Regions from separate parts of the Lactuca sativa genome. Here region 1 is linked to region 2. The links are chromatin contacts, called in public Hi-C maps. All regions are on one chromosome and are shown on one strand. The core of a region is the stretch at or near the end of the contact, and the rest is flanking DNA. Distances in the headings are between cores, read along the strand shown.

The links. A called contact is a pair of places that touch in the nucleus more often than the background predicts.
Region 1: a contact with region 2 is called in a Hi-C map of seed, with 2.8 times the contacts expected there. The contact joins the promoter of LOC111921430 here to the promoter of LOC111921431 in region 2. A contact is called at or near these places in 2 of 4 Hi-C or Micro-C datasets (leaf and seed).

Annotation. Positions count from the first base shown.
Region 1 is chr1:108,013,960-108,017,538 of Lsat_Salinas_v11, reverse strand. LOC111921430 (nucleoside diphosphate kinase) reads left to right here and starts at 1,656. Exons shown (of 4, transcript XM_023917013.3): 1 at 1,656-1,799; 2 at 2,262-2,310; 3 at 3,142-3,373. The coding sequence starts at 1,749.
Region 2 is chr1:107,826,053-107,829,707 of Lsat_Salinas_v11, reverse strand. It overlaps LOC111921431, which reads left to right and starts at 2,170. Exons shown (of 9, transcript XM_023917015.3): 1 at 2,170-2,560; 2 at 3,177-3,271; 3 at 3,376-3,444; 4 at 3,536-3,651. The coding sequence starts at 2,467.

The DNA of each region.
Region 1 (3,579 bases), core at 407-2,906, 190 kb before region 2:
ACCTGCACTTTCAAACTCATCATTGTTGATCACACCTAAATCATCATTTTGGTTTAAATCTAATTATATGTTTGGTCCTTGTCCAAACCATTCAACCTTATCGACACAACTGTTAAACTCTCTCATATCAACCTCCCAGTTATCTAAAATAGCTTCTGGGTCAACAATGTAGTCAAAATCATCCTCTTCTTCTGTATGCTCTTCTGAATCACCTTTTGAATCCTCTGCATGCCCTTGTGCATCTTCTTCATCCTGTTCTTCTTCAACTTCAACCTTTCTTTCAAACTCACCCATATTCTGATATCCATTACTACTAAAAGGCTAAGAATCATCTAGTATTTCCCTATGATCCTGACAATTAATATCAACTGTAATTTCTTGCATTATATCAGTTTCTTTTGGTACAGGGAAATACGAATCATCCTTAAACTCATTAACCACATCTAGTTTGTTTGGCTCAAAAGGAACTATGGACATGGAAAAATCATACACACCATCTTCTCTCTGTGCTTGATTAGCTGATTCTTTAAGTGGGACATTCATGTCTAATTTCTTGCTACAAGAACCAATTCCTTTCTTCTTGGGCCTAATCCTATTAGGTTCATGAGAAGGATCATCATCAAGTTGCTCAATAACAACTTTACTTGGGGACATGAAGTAAGTGTGAAGTCTTGTAGAACCATGTTCAACGTACACATCAATCACTCTGTTTTGAGGGACATATTGAGCCATAGATATAATGTCTTGATCATTTTCGAGATCCTTCAATCCAAAATCTAAGTCTAGATTAGGAATTCTATTATAATAGTACATTGTGTCATCCTTAGAATACCATATCTCACGAATCATGTAATTTAGATCATGAACTGAAAAAAGATCAATGTCAACAAAGTCAAAGAATGTCAACCTTCCCTCGACGTACTTTCTTCCAGGGAACTTTGTAAAAAATCCACCATGATGTATCTTTAAAGTGAAGAAATTGTCGTGACCATCTGAAAAATAAAAATCGATGAGCTTTGAATATACAAACCAAGAAACACCAAACAAAAGATTAAACAACTCACTGTAATCTTTATCAAGGCCGGGTGCAATCGTATGAGGACCACGTAAATTCCACATACACAGTACCATTTTTAGTTGATAAACCCTAAAATCGGATGCGAGAGATGAAGGATGAAGATCATCATGATGATCAGTAAGCTAAAGTGAAGTGGAGATGAAGGGGGTTTCTTGGACTCTGGTTAATCAGAGGATAGCTTAATGACATATCACTGCTTAATTCCATCTTAAATGAGCGCCAAACATAAAAAGACGAATATACCCCCACATTAATGACCCCAAACGGTTACAAACTGACGGTGTTATAAAAAAAAGGACCTCCAATGCAACTTTTACAAACCACAAGGGCCAAACACATAAAAAAAAAATAGATAGGGACTAAGTTTGTTGCTTTTGGCAAACCACAAGGACCATTTTTGTAATTTTGTCTTTAATAATCCAATTAAAATTTAAAATTTCAAACATGGGATTGTTTTTGACGGATAGATCGGTTGAAATCTAATCGCTTAATTTTTGGTCGATAAGGGCAAAACCGTGAAAATACAGAAGAATATTCCTGGTATTTAGGGTTAGGGTTTAATACGACTCACGGCGGACCACTCCCATATATAAATCATCTTTTTCGTCGGCACATCACCGTATACCTCTCATCGCTGTCCATTCTCAAGATACCCAAAAAAACTCAAAAGATGGAGCAAACCTTTATCATGATCAAGCCTGATGGCGTTCAAAGAGGCCTTGTAAGTCTTATTCATTCACTTTATTCTTCTTCTTCACTAGAATTTCGACTTGAATTCTAAAAATCTTTTTGCTTTTTTGCTATTTTTTAGATTCCTTTTTAGATTCCGACGAAACCGTTTGTGGGTTCGTGAATATTGGAATATTATTTATAAAATCAAAATATAGATTTGTTGCTTGTAACTTCCGTTTATTCATCTCTGTTTCGAGTTTATTTTTCTAATTTTCGATGAATCTGGATGTGTTTCGATGATAATTAAGTTTATTTGGGTTTAGATGTTGATTCAAAAGGAGTTCAAGAACTTCTTATTTAGTAAGAATTTTGAAGTTTGCTTGATTTAAGAACACAGTCTCACTGCACGATGTAATAATTGCTCTAGATCTGATCAAATAGTCGATCTTGTTTGTGTTTATTAGACTCATGATTGTAAATTAGAAGTTCTAATCACTTTGATTTTGTTTAGGTTGGTGAAATCATTGGCAGATTTGAGAAGAAAGGTTTCTCCTTGAAAGGTACAATTTTTACTTGATTACATGGTCAAACTCTCATTCTATAAACACACAAACACAAGATTAAAGGTAATAAGGAATTAATGGGCCCTTAAATCATGGCAATAGGGTTTTGTTTAAAGATAAAAAATCTATTAAATCATTCAATTATTTTTATTTTACTTGATCTTTATTTTGAAAATTGAAGTAATGGTACCCAATTAGGGTGATTAATAAGGGATTTGTTATATGTTTGTTTTCAAAGGATTTATGAATTTGAAGTTTTTTGTTTTTTTTTTGATTCTTTGTGATTTTGCATCTTTTTATTTTGGTCAACAAGGATCAAAAACATCAAAATCAAAATCAGTTTTAAAATTTCTTTATTCCAATTTGATTGCCCACATCAACTACAAAATTCCCTTTTTCTTTTTGCTAGATTTGAATTTGAAGTTACATTCTTTTTTATCATTATAATTTTATCGGTTTCAATAATTTCTTGTTGGTGGGTCATTTTTGTGATCATTTTTAAATGAATCTTGGACACAATTAATAGTCATAATTCTAAAACTTACTAATTAACTGTAATTTTTTTGCTTTAATTATTTCATAATCATAATTATTTGTTGTCTTTTTGTTGCCAATGAAAATGGTGACAATTCTAGACAAACATTCATTAAATCATTCTTTTGAAATTCAAATGCCAATAAAAGTAAATATATAATTTTCGTAAAATGTAGCAAAAATCAATTTTGAAGATTAAAATAACACGCTATCCCAACTAATATTAAATAATCAAAATCAAAATATTATGTAACAAAATAATACAGTGGCTTTATATATTTTATTTGGATTCAGGTTTGAAATTCTTGACTGTTGACCAAGCTTTTGCTGAGAAGCATTATGCTGATTTGTCCTCAAAGCCTTTCTTCAACGGGCTCGTTGAGTACATCATCTCCGGCCCTGTTGTCGCCATGGTTTGGGAGGGCAAGAATGTCGTTACCACTGGCCGCAAGATCATTGGCGCCACAAACCCTGCCGAATCTGCCCCTGGCACCATCCGTGGTGACTTTGCCATCGACATTGGCAGGTAAAATCCTACACCATCTGGAGCACTTATCGGATGACTTATCATGTCATCCGATATAAATGTTTTGGTCATCTCATATAAGACGACCAAATCATTTATTGGCCGACTTTGATATCACTATTTATTCCGTCATTTGATAATGACGGAGTAATTAGAGTCATGATATCGGATGACTAAAAGTTAGTCATCCGATAAATGTTTTGGTC
Region 2 (3,655 bases), core at 921-3,420:
TTATCCTGTTCCACGAATCCAATTTGCATTTCATCTCAATGCCCAAAAAGATAGAAGCCCAATACTGTTGAGTACGCGGCGCGTGCTTCTCTGTATGCATCATACCTGTTGCATGGCTTGTACACTGCGCGTACTGGCTGGTACGCCCAACGTACTACCCTGTTAAGCTACTTTTCCCATTAAGAACTTAATACTTAACTCCAAAGGCTATAACTATAGATCCAAGTCCTTTTCAATGTCCTAATCCATAAAGTTGATAACTTGGTGCCTTGCAGTCCACTAAATGAGACCAAACATAGAATAATAACAACTAACTCCATAGAAATAGCTAGATCTCATGCATGGTTCCATAAAAGCCCCAAAGATTGAAATTTTACTGCTAAATGAATGCTTTTGAGCTCCAAGGGTGGTAACCCTAAGCTCAAAAACGAAGTTGCATGATAAAGGTCCATCATTTTGACCTAAAAAGGTCCAAAGCTCCAAAACCCTAGATCTAAACTTCTAAGAGGAAAGTTGGGAGCTTTATACCTCCTTTGAGTGCCAAAAGATGAGATGGTTCCAGATCCTTGAGCTCAAGATACTCAAGTTCTTCTCCTCCAACTTTTCTTCACTTCTTCCAAGCTTTTCTTCACCAAAATAATCTCAAAAAGGTCAATCACACACAGCAATGGAGTATGAGGCGAATTAGGGTTTTTTAAGGGTGAGGGGCTGGTAAGGAGGCCAAGGGGTGGCTATAATGGGGGTATTTATATGTCTTAACCCTAAAAATTAGGGTTTTGGCATCTGCTCACGTACGCTGTGCGTACGTACGCGCACCTCCTGCGTCCAATGCATGCCTCTACGCCCCCGCGTATACCAAGGCTACGCGTAGCGTACCTCTTATGGGCGGCCCAGATCCTTGGCCCATTTGTTTGAGTCCAAACCAAAAGTCATTTTATCCACATTAGACCCAACAATAATTTAAGAAATAATTAATAATTAACACCTCAATTGACGGTCGTTACACATTGATTACTTCTTTATTTATCAGTTTTTTAATTTAGATAATAAATTAATTAATAGTAAAATTCTAAATTTTCTCCTATCAAATAATTGGTCTAGAACTGACCATACATTCACACAATATATGAAGTTTATACATGAATTTCTCTCTCTCTCTCTCTCTCTCTCTCTCTATATATATATATATATATATATATATATATATATATATATATATATATATAACCATTACTAGTTATACAAGAGAAGATAAAATTCGATTCTAAAAAATAAAACTTTAAATGTAGTTTAATAATTTTTTTTTTTAATTTATGTTTTTGTTTTCATGAGTATTATATCAAAATCATTGAACACAAGATCCAAGAATATATGTTTAAGATGCTAACCACATCAAACATAGATTACCCACACTTTCTCCTTTTGAGTGCACCCAATTTGAAGAAAAACTCTAACAATCCATTACTTCTTTTTTAAATTCTATTTTTCAAGTTCATGGACTTGAATTGAATATATAAATTGTTAAGTGTGACTATGGAAGTCGAGCTCAAAGGAGGACTTCTAATATCAATCTCAACCTCCATATAGACAACACCATAAAATGAAAATGAAAATGACTTCGGTCGGTCATAAACTTTTCATTTTGTTTATAATTAAACTTTGTTTTTACACAATTAACTATGTAATTTGTTAAATATATTCAAATATAATTATTGTTACCTAAAATAATGTGACACTATAATATGTTTAACTATAATATTTAAACATATTTAATAAATTTGATGGTCAATCATATTCAGGAGCGGACGCAAGATTTCATAATAAGGTTTGCACGGGAAAGTTAATGGGTTACACGACAATAGAAAAAATAAATTTTTTAAAAATTTTCAAAATTTTTCCATTACGGCCGGAAAATTTATGGGTTGTCCACTGGTGACCCCCTAAATCCGGCCCTGATCATATTAAAAAAAAAAAATTACCTATATATAAATAAAATAAAAAATTCATTATACTCCCAAACCATTTTCAAGAGCATTATCCATACTTACTTAAATTGGATAAAGATCAAATTGATTTTTCATTTATCAAATAACAAAAGTCACCTCAATATAAAATCATAATTTCAATCAGGTAGGGGATTCCCTAGAATCATGAACCAAACGTGCTAAGGATTGGAATCGGATTAAAATGTGTATTTCTTTAAGCATCAATGGAGTCATAATACATAGTCAACTCTTGACCGACATCCGGTCAAAATTAAGTTGACCTCTCGCTCTCTCAATCTCATATGAACTTCATCGCATTATATAAATGCGTCGGATTAGATTTTCTTGTTGATTCAATATTTTATTGCCAAATTGAAGATATGCTTCGCCGGTATTTCAGGTTGAAAATGGTGGAAATGAACCTATAGTGTGTGTGTGTGTGTATTTTGTGTCTCTCTGTGTGTGTTTTTATTTTCTGGGAATGGATGATAGAGGAGGACACGATGGTGGATCATTTGTCGCAGTTCGGAGGATTTCGCAAGGTCTTGATAGAAGCAATGCTTGTCATACAACAGGTATACACAATCTCCATCGATTAAATTCGTTGAACTACGTTACTTTTCATTATGATTTTGTAAAACATTGGATCTGTGTTGGTTGAATTGATTCGTGTCGCGAGTTGAGCTTGCTTAGAACTGTAAACATATCGATTGAATTCCAACTTTTCTTCGAGATTGTATAAGACTGAAATTTCAATGGCGTATAAAGTTTGAATCACTGTCAAGCGAGCGACTTTAGTTAAGAATCTGGTTCGATTGGATGAAATGGATAAAGCTTCAGCCTGCTATTGCGTCTAATCAAACAAATCTCTACATCTCTCTGCTTACAATTCATGCTTTTTGATCGGAATTAAGTATTTCAAATTTCAAATTCCAATTCATGTGCTCTGATTGACCGATTCCATTTCATTTTGAGCATAAAGTGATTCCTACTTTAGGTTTTCATTTCCCCTTATTCTAAACACCATCTGTAACAATATGCATCACTTTTCTATCTGTGAGGCCTTCATAGATCCTGTTCCATATTTCCATTACATACCTATTGATCAACATCATGACTTTTGGTAAAATTAGAACAAACTCACTTGCTCTGGTCATCTTCTTCTTCTTGTAATAGATGAGGCTGTTGCAGGCTCAACAGCATGGCTTGGCAGAAGCCTTTCATGTGTTTGTGTTCAGAGAAAAGAAGGCGACTCTCGCCCTTCATTTGATTTGACACCTGCTGAGGTATTTGTTAAACCATTTCACATGATTGATATATATATTTGATATGTTTTCAATACAACATTATAGATCTACACTTATGCTTTGTTTTTCTTTGATGTTATCAGGAGGATTGCTTACAAAGGCTGCAAAACCGTTTAGACATAGCCTATGATAGTTCAATTCCAGAACATCAGGTACATATCTTTATATCTATAAAAAGATTTTATTAATTTTATAAAAGGGAATTGACATTAATACAATAATATACCTATTTTGTTGTTGTAGGAAGCATTAAAGGCATTGTGGAAAGCTGCATTTCCTGAAGAGGAACTCAGTGATCTAATTTCTGAGCAGTGGAAAGAAATGGGCTGGCAAGGGAAAGATCCTTCCACAGATTTTCGGTAT